Regions from separate parts of the Arachis hypogaea genome. Here region 1 is linked to region 2. The links are chromatin contacts, called in public Hi-C maps. All regions are on one chromosome and are shown on one strand. The core of a region is the stretch at or near the end of the contact, and the rest is flanking DNA. Distances in the headings are between cores, read along the strand shown.

What was found. A called contact is a pair of places that touch in the nucleus more often than the background predicts.
Region 1: a Hi-C map of leaf shows a contact between it and region 2, with 3 times the contacts expected there. The contact joins the enhancer-like site here to the promoter of LOC112714782 in region 2. A contact is called at or near these places in 2 of 8 Hi-C or Micro-C datasets (leaf and an unstated tissue).

What each region holds. Positions count from the first base shown.
Region 1 is chr10:4,752,191-4,756,406 of arahy.Tifrunner.gnm2.J5K5, reverse strand. No RefSeq gene overlaps it. Among protein-coding and RNA genes, the nearest start is that of LOC112714785, 5.3 kb to the left of the region's middle. Within about 2 kb of position 1,481, at least 1 of the 3 cell types and tissues checked has open chromatin away from gene starts, as enhancers often do.
Region 2 is chr10:4,697,226-4,701,411 of arahy.Tifrunner.gnm2.J5K5, reverse strand. LOC112714782 (MADS-box transcription factor 23) reads left to right here and starts at 1,641. Exons shown (of 9, transcript XM_072205670.1): 1 at 1,641-1,776; 2 at 1,986-2,223. The coding sequence starts at 2,042.

The DNA of each region.
Region 1 (4,216 bases), core at 232-2,731, 55 kb before region 2:
CTTTATTTTTAGCCATTTTTGCAAAAGGGATAGAAGTTTTTATATGTGAAGTTTGTGTATATATATATATATATATATATATATATATATATATATATATATATATATTTGTAAATATTGTAATCTATATTGCAACGTATGGATGTATGTTTTGAATATTCGATTTCAGTTTTAAATAGGCTCATATTTTAGTACTAAATATTTTAAGAGTCGTTGTAATACCCGAGCTATCAGAGTGGCGCAGCCGGAAGTGTGACTTTTAATAGTTAGGGTGTTACACATTATGTCATCATTGTAGATGCACCAAATCAGTCCCTCACTTTGCATTAAGTGATTCATTTTAGTCCCTGAAATTGAATGTCTTGATCAAACTATTCACTTCACCAATTTTTTCTCATTTTTTTAAATTTAAAATTTTCAATATCTTGGATGCACTAATTTCATTTCTATTTTTTCATATATCGTTTAAATACAAGTGTTTTCATAAAAAGTTTTAAGATTTTAGTTTAAATTATATAATTTTTTTAATAATTTAATATTAGTAAATTTTGTAATATATAAGTATGTTATTATAAAAAAATAATTATATGATTGATTAGACACATTTTTTTCATCAAAAAACATGTGCTTTAACAAGAAATCAATAATTAAAATAAACATCGTTTTTGTTCTTATGAAATAGACGTTTTCGTTATGTGTAAATGAGTTAGATTGAAGGCACTTCAATCACCGTCACTACCATGCATCTCCGACCTCTGCAGTCTAGACAAAAGAGGTCGAAGACGGTAATGAGGGAAGCTTGAAATGCCTTCACGTCAACTCTAAAACGGCGGTTAGGAATATCCACAAGAGAAAAATATTTTATAAAAGCACTAAAAGAGGTCGAAGATGGTAGTGAAGGTGCTTGAAATGCCTTCACGGCTTCACGTCAACTCTAAGTCGACGGTTAGGGTATTCGCAAGAGAAAATTTTTTTTATAAAAGCACTTTTATTTGATTAGCATGTGAAAAAATAGAATTAAAATGAATGCATTCAAAAATATTGAGAATTTTAAATTTATAGAAAAAATGAGAAAAAAACTAGTGAAATGACTAGTTTGGTGCACGACATTCAATTTCAAGGACTAAACTGAGTCACTTAATGCAAAGTAAGGGACTAATTTAGTGCATCTACAATGATGACATAATGGATGACACGTGGCACAAACGGACACATGTCCAAATAACATTGTGACACGTGGCACAACCATCCACATTAGCATGCCACGTGTCATTGGTCACTACATCATCATATTATTATACGTGGCCAAATGACACTACATCATCATATTATTACACGTGGCCAAATCATGGAGTGATACGTGTTATTTTCAGTTCACGTCATCAAGTCATGTCATCACGTCGTTAATGAAAAATAGGCTATGGACTAATATGGTGCACTGTTATCAATTTTAGGAACGTAATTAGTACAATTAAAATCTCAAAGACGATTTTAATGCACAACGCCAATTTTAGAGGCCATTTTAGAGTTTAACTCTCGTTGTGGGCTATCTTAAACATTAGAAATAATTGAATAATTAAAGAGGTTCATTTTATTTTTTGCCTCTAAGTCCATTTTTTCTTGATACACTTGGTAAGCCTAGCATGCACAATATTCGACTCGTATGATAATCCAAACAAAAAATGGGAGACCAATCCATGTATGTGTATCTCATCCAATGAAGAAAATCTATCTTTAAGAAAAACAACCACGCTATCCTTCTCCCTCAAAAAAAAAAAAAAGTTAAATAATACACATAAAAAAATAATTTAGTATAAAATATATATTCAAAGTTTATAACATAATATATATAAATATATAATAACTGATTTAATAATTAATTTTTTATTTATTATTGTATTTTTGTTATAAAAATTGCAATCCAGTTAGTATTGGTACTACATATGCACCTAGAAACCTAGTATACTACGTAGTATCTCCTGTTTTATAAGTTTAATTTTTTATTATACTATTGACCAACAAATAAAATTTAAATATAAAATTTATGTATGTTATTTCTATTAGATATGTTTAATTTAAAAATAATTTATGGAGATGGAAGCTTATTACATTAAACTATCACATAATTTGAATATCAATAAGATATTATAACGATAAATTTAATTATATATAGATGTATCAACCAATATAAATAAATAAATAAATACATAGTTAGCTTTTGCGTAAATGAAGTTTAGTGACATTTTAAAAAGTATCAATTAATGTTATTACTAAATTATATTAAGTGTTAGTAAAACTATTCAGCATTTAAAATAAATCTCTTCAGCAATATAGTCTATATACAAAAGTTGTAAACCTATTATTAAAGAATTTTATTTAACAACATTTATCTAAACAATATTTCAAGTACCAACAATTTTAATTTACATTAGTTAGTACTTTTAGTCAGTAATTCAACATTTTTAGTAGTCTAGCACTTCAGCATCATATTTTTAATTAAATTTTTAAATATATCAAATTAAACTAATTACTTAATAAAAAATAATTTATATTACCTTTCGGTGATTAAAGGTTATATACAAGTCGATGGAAAAATTTAACTGGTATTTGAAATAGCTTCTTTCAAAAAAATATTTTATGATTTAAATCTTTAATTTTACAGGTAAAATCTTACCCAACTATATATCGAAAATTCAATCCACTCCTACTCTTTTTGGATATATTTTGATTCAATTATATCTCTAAAGTTAAAACCTAAGAATCTGATGAGATTACTATATTTAATATATATAAATACAAAGATCCATTAGTAATATGAATGTTCTGACTTTATCAAGTTAATATAAGATGTTAGGCTTGTGTTATGGCCAATTTTAAATTAGCTAGTTGGATCATATGAATGTATAATATTTGGATAAATGATGAAATTCGTAATGAAAGATTATTCGTTTTATAAATTAGTTTTTTTAAAAAAATTAATTAAATTTATTTTTTAAAGATTTTAAATTAATTATAATAGTTTTTTTTGTTATTTTTTATATTGATCGTATCAAAATTTATTAATGTAGCACATTGAGTGATATTATAACACACATAAAAGTTTTAATTGACATGATAAATTTATGAAATTAGATTAAATTAAAATCTAATTGAGGAGAGAATTTGAGGTATTAGAATCACTCAATTTAGAGTTGATTTAATTTAATTTTATAAATTTATCGTGTTAGTCGCCAAATAAAATTATTAGGTGTGTGTTGTAGTATTACTTAACATACCGTCATCCACGTCGTGCGCTACATTAAGTTTGGCCTGCACGGACACCTGCTCAGGTGTGACGGTTAGCATGTGAGTCTTGGCCAAATTTTTTGACTAGCTTGAATTTATTTTAAAATATTGTATTGTTTTTTATGTTATCGAATTCTTTTAATTCAAGAGTTATGTTTAAAATTGTCGGTCAATTTTTTTTCTACACTCTTTATTGTCTCAAAAAATTTTGATACTATTAATAATAAAAGTGACAGAAAGATTAAAATAATTAATTTAAAATTTTTTAAAAAACAAATTTAAATCAAAAATTTTTTTTAAAAATTAATTTTATAAAAAATGCTTTTTCGAAAACTAATTTTGACCATTTACTATACGATTGTCAGTGGTGAGACCCCTTAGAATTTGCAAGAGTCATGACTCCTTATTAGTTTCTTTAGACTTTACGAGTCCCGGCATCTAGGATCAAGTATAGTATCTATTTTGAAGATGGTGATGAGATATAATCTTTCTATAGCAGATGTGTTTAATAAACTAATATTACTAATGTTATTACTTATTAGTTATATGAATATATATATGATTTTTCATGCCAATATATGAATTTAGATTCCTTAAATTTTAAATTTTTATTTTAAAAAATAAAATATAATTTTTATTTTTAATTATTTTTTTATATTTTTTTATCCTATTTATAAAATAAATAATAAAAAATTATATTTTTTTAAATAAAATTTAAAATTTAAAAAATCTAAATTCATCTATTTTAATAATATATATTAATAAATTATATATCTTCATTTATTGTATGAATTCTCACCAAACAATAATCACCCAATAATGTAAGCTCGTAACTTTCTAGGTTTCCTGCTTTCAGTTCAAATAGCTATTTCAAATTTTCAATAATAAACTTTTGGCCGAATATATATGTAACTATATACTTATTTAATTT
Region 2 (4,186 bases), core at 392-2,891:
CTATTTCCCGAGAAATTTAAAATTCAACGAAAGCTTTTTCTATATATATAAAATAGATTATGTCACAACTCGTAATCTAATATCAATATCTACTGCATAAAATAAAAATATAAAAAAATGTTTAGTGCATATTATTTAAAAAAAATAATTTTCATCAATCATATATAATTTATAAAAAAAAGGTTAAACCTAAAATTTTGTAGTTAAAGTATGTCATCCTTACCTACTATCAACTTACTTTAACAACAAGCACTACTCAAAAAATGAGTATGGATTTCCATTTTGAAAAAGCAGACGAAATAAGAAATGCAACATCCATAATCCATTTGGTCCCTCACCCCTTTTTTTTATTCATGTTTTGTTTTTGTGCCTTATTCTAATTCTTCGATCTCCAACCTTATTTAAATAGCAGTATCTTATCACCGCTGAAATTTTTGTTTAATGATAATTTTAGTATCTCTTGATATAGTGTATTTGAGTTTAAAATTTAATTCAAATACACATAAATTTTTAATTAATTAAAAATATAAAAATGTTATTGATTTTTTAAAATAGGAGATATTTAAGTTTTTCTATCAAAAATATATAAAACGAATTGATTTTTCAAAAAGATTTAGGCTTAATTTGATAAAGCTTAGTTTTTAAAAATAGCTTATAAAAGTTAATTTTTAAAAGATAATTTTTTAAAAATGATAATATTTATGTTTGGTAAATGAAGTTAAAAATAACTTCTAATAAACACAAGCAACAATAATTGCTTTGGTAAAATAGCTTTTAAAATTTAAAAATAATATGATAGACATAAATGTAAGTATTAAATTTAAAAATTAGTTAACATATGAGGTTATATTAGATTTTTAAATTTTAAAAAGTATAAGTTAACTTTAAAAAATTATATTTTAAATGCTTTTAAAAGTATCTCGATCTTTTAAAAATTGCAAGTACAAGCACATAATCTTCTTAATTTATCAAACACAAAATAAAAAACTTGAACTTTTAAAAAATGCAAACACCTCTTTAAAAAATTTTACCAAATCAAATTTTAAATATCTCATATTTTAAAAAATAAAAAATATTTTTTATATTTTTAATTAATTAAAAACTTATTTGAGATAAAAAAAAAATTGGAATTCTATTGATCATTTACTCAAGAAAAAATAGTGTGTTGTTACTCTCAACGGATAGAATTGTCAATTATAGAAAGGGAATAGAGTGAAGTGCCATTTTGACACTTTTCGCCAAACCTAAAAGCAGGAAAAGTTAGAGCGCCCTCGGTTTTGGATAGAATACGTGGCACCATCTGATACGTCACACGAATACACATTTATTCAGCATTACATGGCCCCCACGATTCCTGGACCCTTCTATAGTCCTAGGAAACACTCTAACCACCTTTCACACTTCCCCACGCGCTCTATTCTTTCGACGCGTGTCCCTTGCAATCATCTCTGCTCCTTGAGCCACCTTCGTAGCGCGTGAGGAAATTGGCGAGTGGGCTTGGAAAGGAATACCTAAACCTTCAAAACCACTAATCCCCTCACAAAACCACTGTGTTTCTCCCTAATAAGAGGATTATTGGTGTCACATCTGTCCAAATAAACTACTTCTTTCTTTCCATATAAAGCATAATTAAATTGCATCACATAGTTCCTCTTAAGAGGAACATTTTACACCAAAAAAAAGAAGAAAAAAAAAGTCGTCTTCTTTCTTCTTTAGCTCCTTGCTTCGTTTTCTTGTTATTGCGACTAATAATTACTGCACTCCTATAATTTTCAAGTAAGTCACTTTTGTTCTTATTCAACTACTGTTCACTATTTTATTGCTGTTTATTCACTTTTCCTTTTCTTTTTTCCGCGAATTGGAGTATTATGTAATTCGATTATTATTTTTTTCGTCAAAATCTCGAAAAGATTTAATCCACTTAGTTCCGTGAGAGTTAAATAGCTCATAGATGTTAATGAATTTGTTGACTCACGATGTAGCAGGTCAAATCAAAGGAGGTGTTTAATTTGAAGAGGTAGGAACCCTAAAATTGATTGCGATGGGGCGAGGAAAGATCGCGATTCGAAGGATCGACAATTCAACGAGCCGGCAAGTAACGTTTTCGAAAAGAAGAAATGGATTGCTGAAGAAAGCTAAGGAATTGTCCATTCTGTGTGATGCTGAAGTTGGATTGATTGTGTTCTCCAGCACTAGCAAGCTTTATGAATATGCAAGCACCAGGTAATAATTAATTAATTAATTAATTAAAAACTATTAATTAACTATTCATAATTGCTTAGTCTCTTTTTTTTTTCTCTTTGATTTGTGATTGAGTGTGCTTAATTATTTTACAGTTTATCAATTTTTTCTTCTTTTTTATTTTCTTTTCTTCTTTATTTTTTTGCTGAGCGAAAATATCTATTTTTAATTAAAGTGAATAATTAATTAAACATGAACACATTGATTGTGTTTTAAAGATATATTTGCACTTAATGGTTGGGAGTCAGTTGTGCTAGCTGTATGAAACATTTTTATATATTGCCACTTGCATTTAGGAATATGTATCTCAGTATCTGTGATGAGTTTAATTTAATTGCTTTCATATTTGCCTTTATCTGGACTCTTCTTTGATAGTAGTGCTAAGGTTGATATAATAATTATCTCAGCTTAATATTAATATTATATAATAATCATGCATGCGCGTTTGCATGGTGCAACTCTACATGATGATTATTATTATTATCATCTTCACCTTCCTTCTCACCGATTCTTAGGGAGTTATTTTATAAGCTAGGAATCTAGGATAGTAATTTCCAAAATGCTGGGAAATGTTCTCCTTTTTCTTCCTTCTTGGTACTACTCTTTAAGGTTAATTAATTAACCTTTCAAGTAAGTTAATTACACCATGATGATGAGGTGTTTTTGAAAATTGTAAACAAGAGTGCAATTAATATACCAAAAAAAAGAAGGTAATAATTGTTTGGATAGGATGTTAAAACAATCAATTTGAATAATAGAATAGCAATTTTATCATCATATATAAGTAAATAATGAGTGCAATCTTAGCATATATTGCAATTTTATAGGCTTTGGTGTAATGTTTATTAACAAAATCTATAAGATTAGAAGGTCATGTTTTGTAGATGATTTCATAAAACTTTAGATTAATCTAAAATCATTGATATACTGTTAATGTACATCTTAATTAACATAATACACCTATGTTCAGATTTATAAAAATAAGAAATTGTTTGACCACATATACTTACTGATCATATCAAATTAGAAATAAAATCAGTACAAATAATATTTATACAGATAATTATAATTCAACAATTTGAATAAAATACTTAAATTTTATAGAGTTAATAAATGGTGTAGTGTTAATATTGATTTTCACTAACCATGTAAATCTTACTGAAAAATAAATCATAATTGCATTGTTCGTTATCTTGCAGTCATAGTAGAAATAGAAAGAAATATCTCAGATATGAAAAACAGGAGAAAGATAGAGACTCTTAAATGCATGGTGATGGATTCAAGAGTGAGAAACCAAAAGAAATTGAAGTCCTTTTTTTTTTTTCTCAACTATGTCTGTATATAATGTTTACCTTAATAAGTAGTAAATGTGTCTAAATAATCAACAATTGAGACAAATAAGATCCATAGATTCCTGGATTTATAAGATCCATATTAAGTTTATCAAATTTTAATGGTAATATCTCTTGATCAAATCCAAAATCATTTCCTCCCGGGATAGCCAAGAGATTCAAACCCAAGACTTAATACCATTAGTTTGGATCAAACATTTACTAATAGTTTAAAAGTTGTAGTTTTTAACAAGCTTGTATTTTTTTTTTTTAAATAGTTTTCTAAAAGGTGCATGCTATTACATACACCATAAACCAAAACGTTAAATATCAAATTTTACAAGTGACATTAGTGAAATAAAATCACAATAAAAAATTTAGAGTCTGACTGGTTTTTGTTTTTATTTTTTTTATTAGGATTTAGTTTTTAGTATTTTTTTTAACTTTCAAAACAGAAGATATTAAAAATAAAAGTAAAATAAAAATAGAAATCAATTGGGCTTATGTTGATGAGAATTGGAGATGATTTTATATATTTAGTTCGAATGGAGTGATAAAAACATATTAGCTAGTGTCTCAACATTCATAGCTTAGTTAATGAGCACCAAACTTAA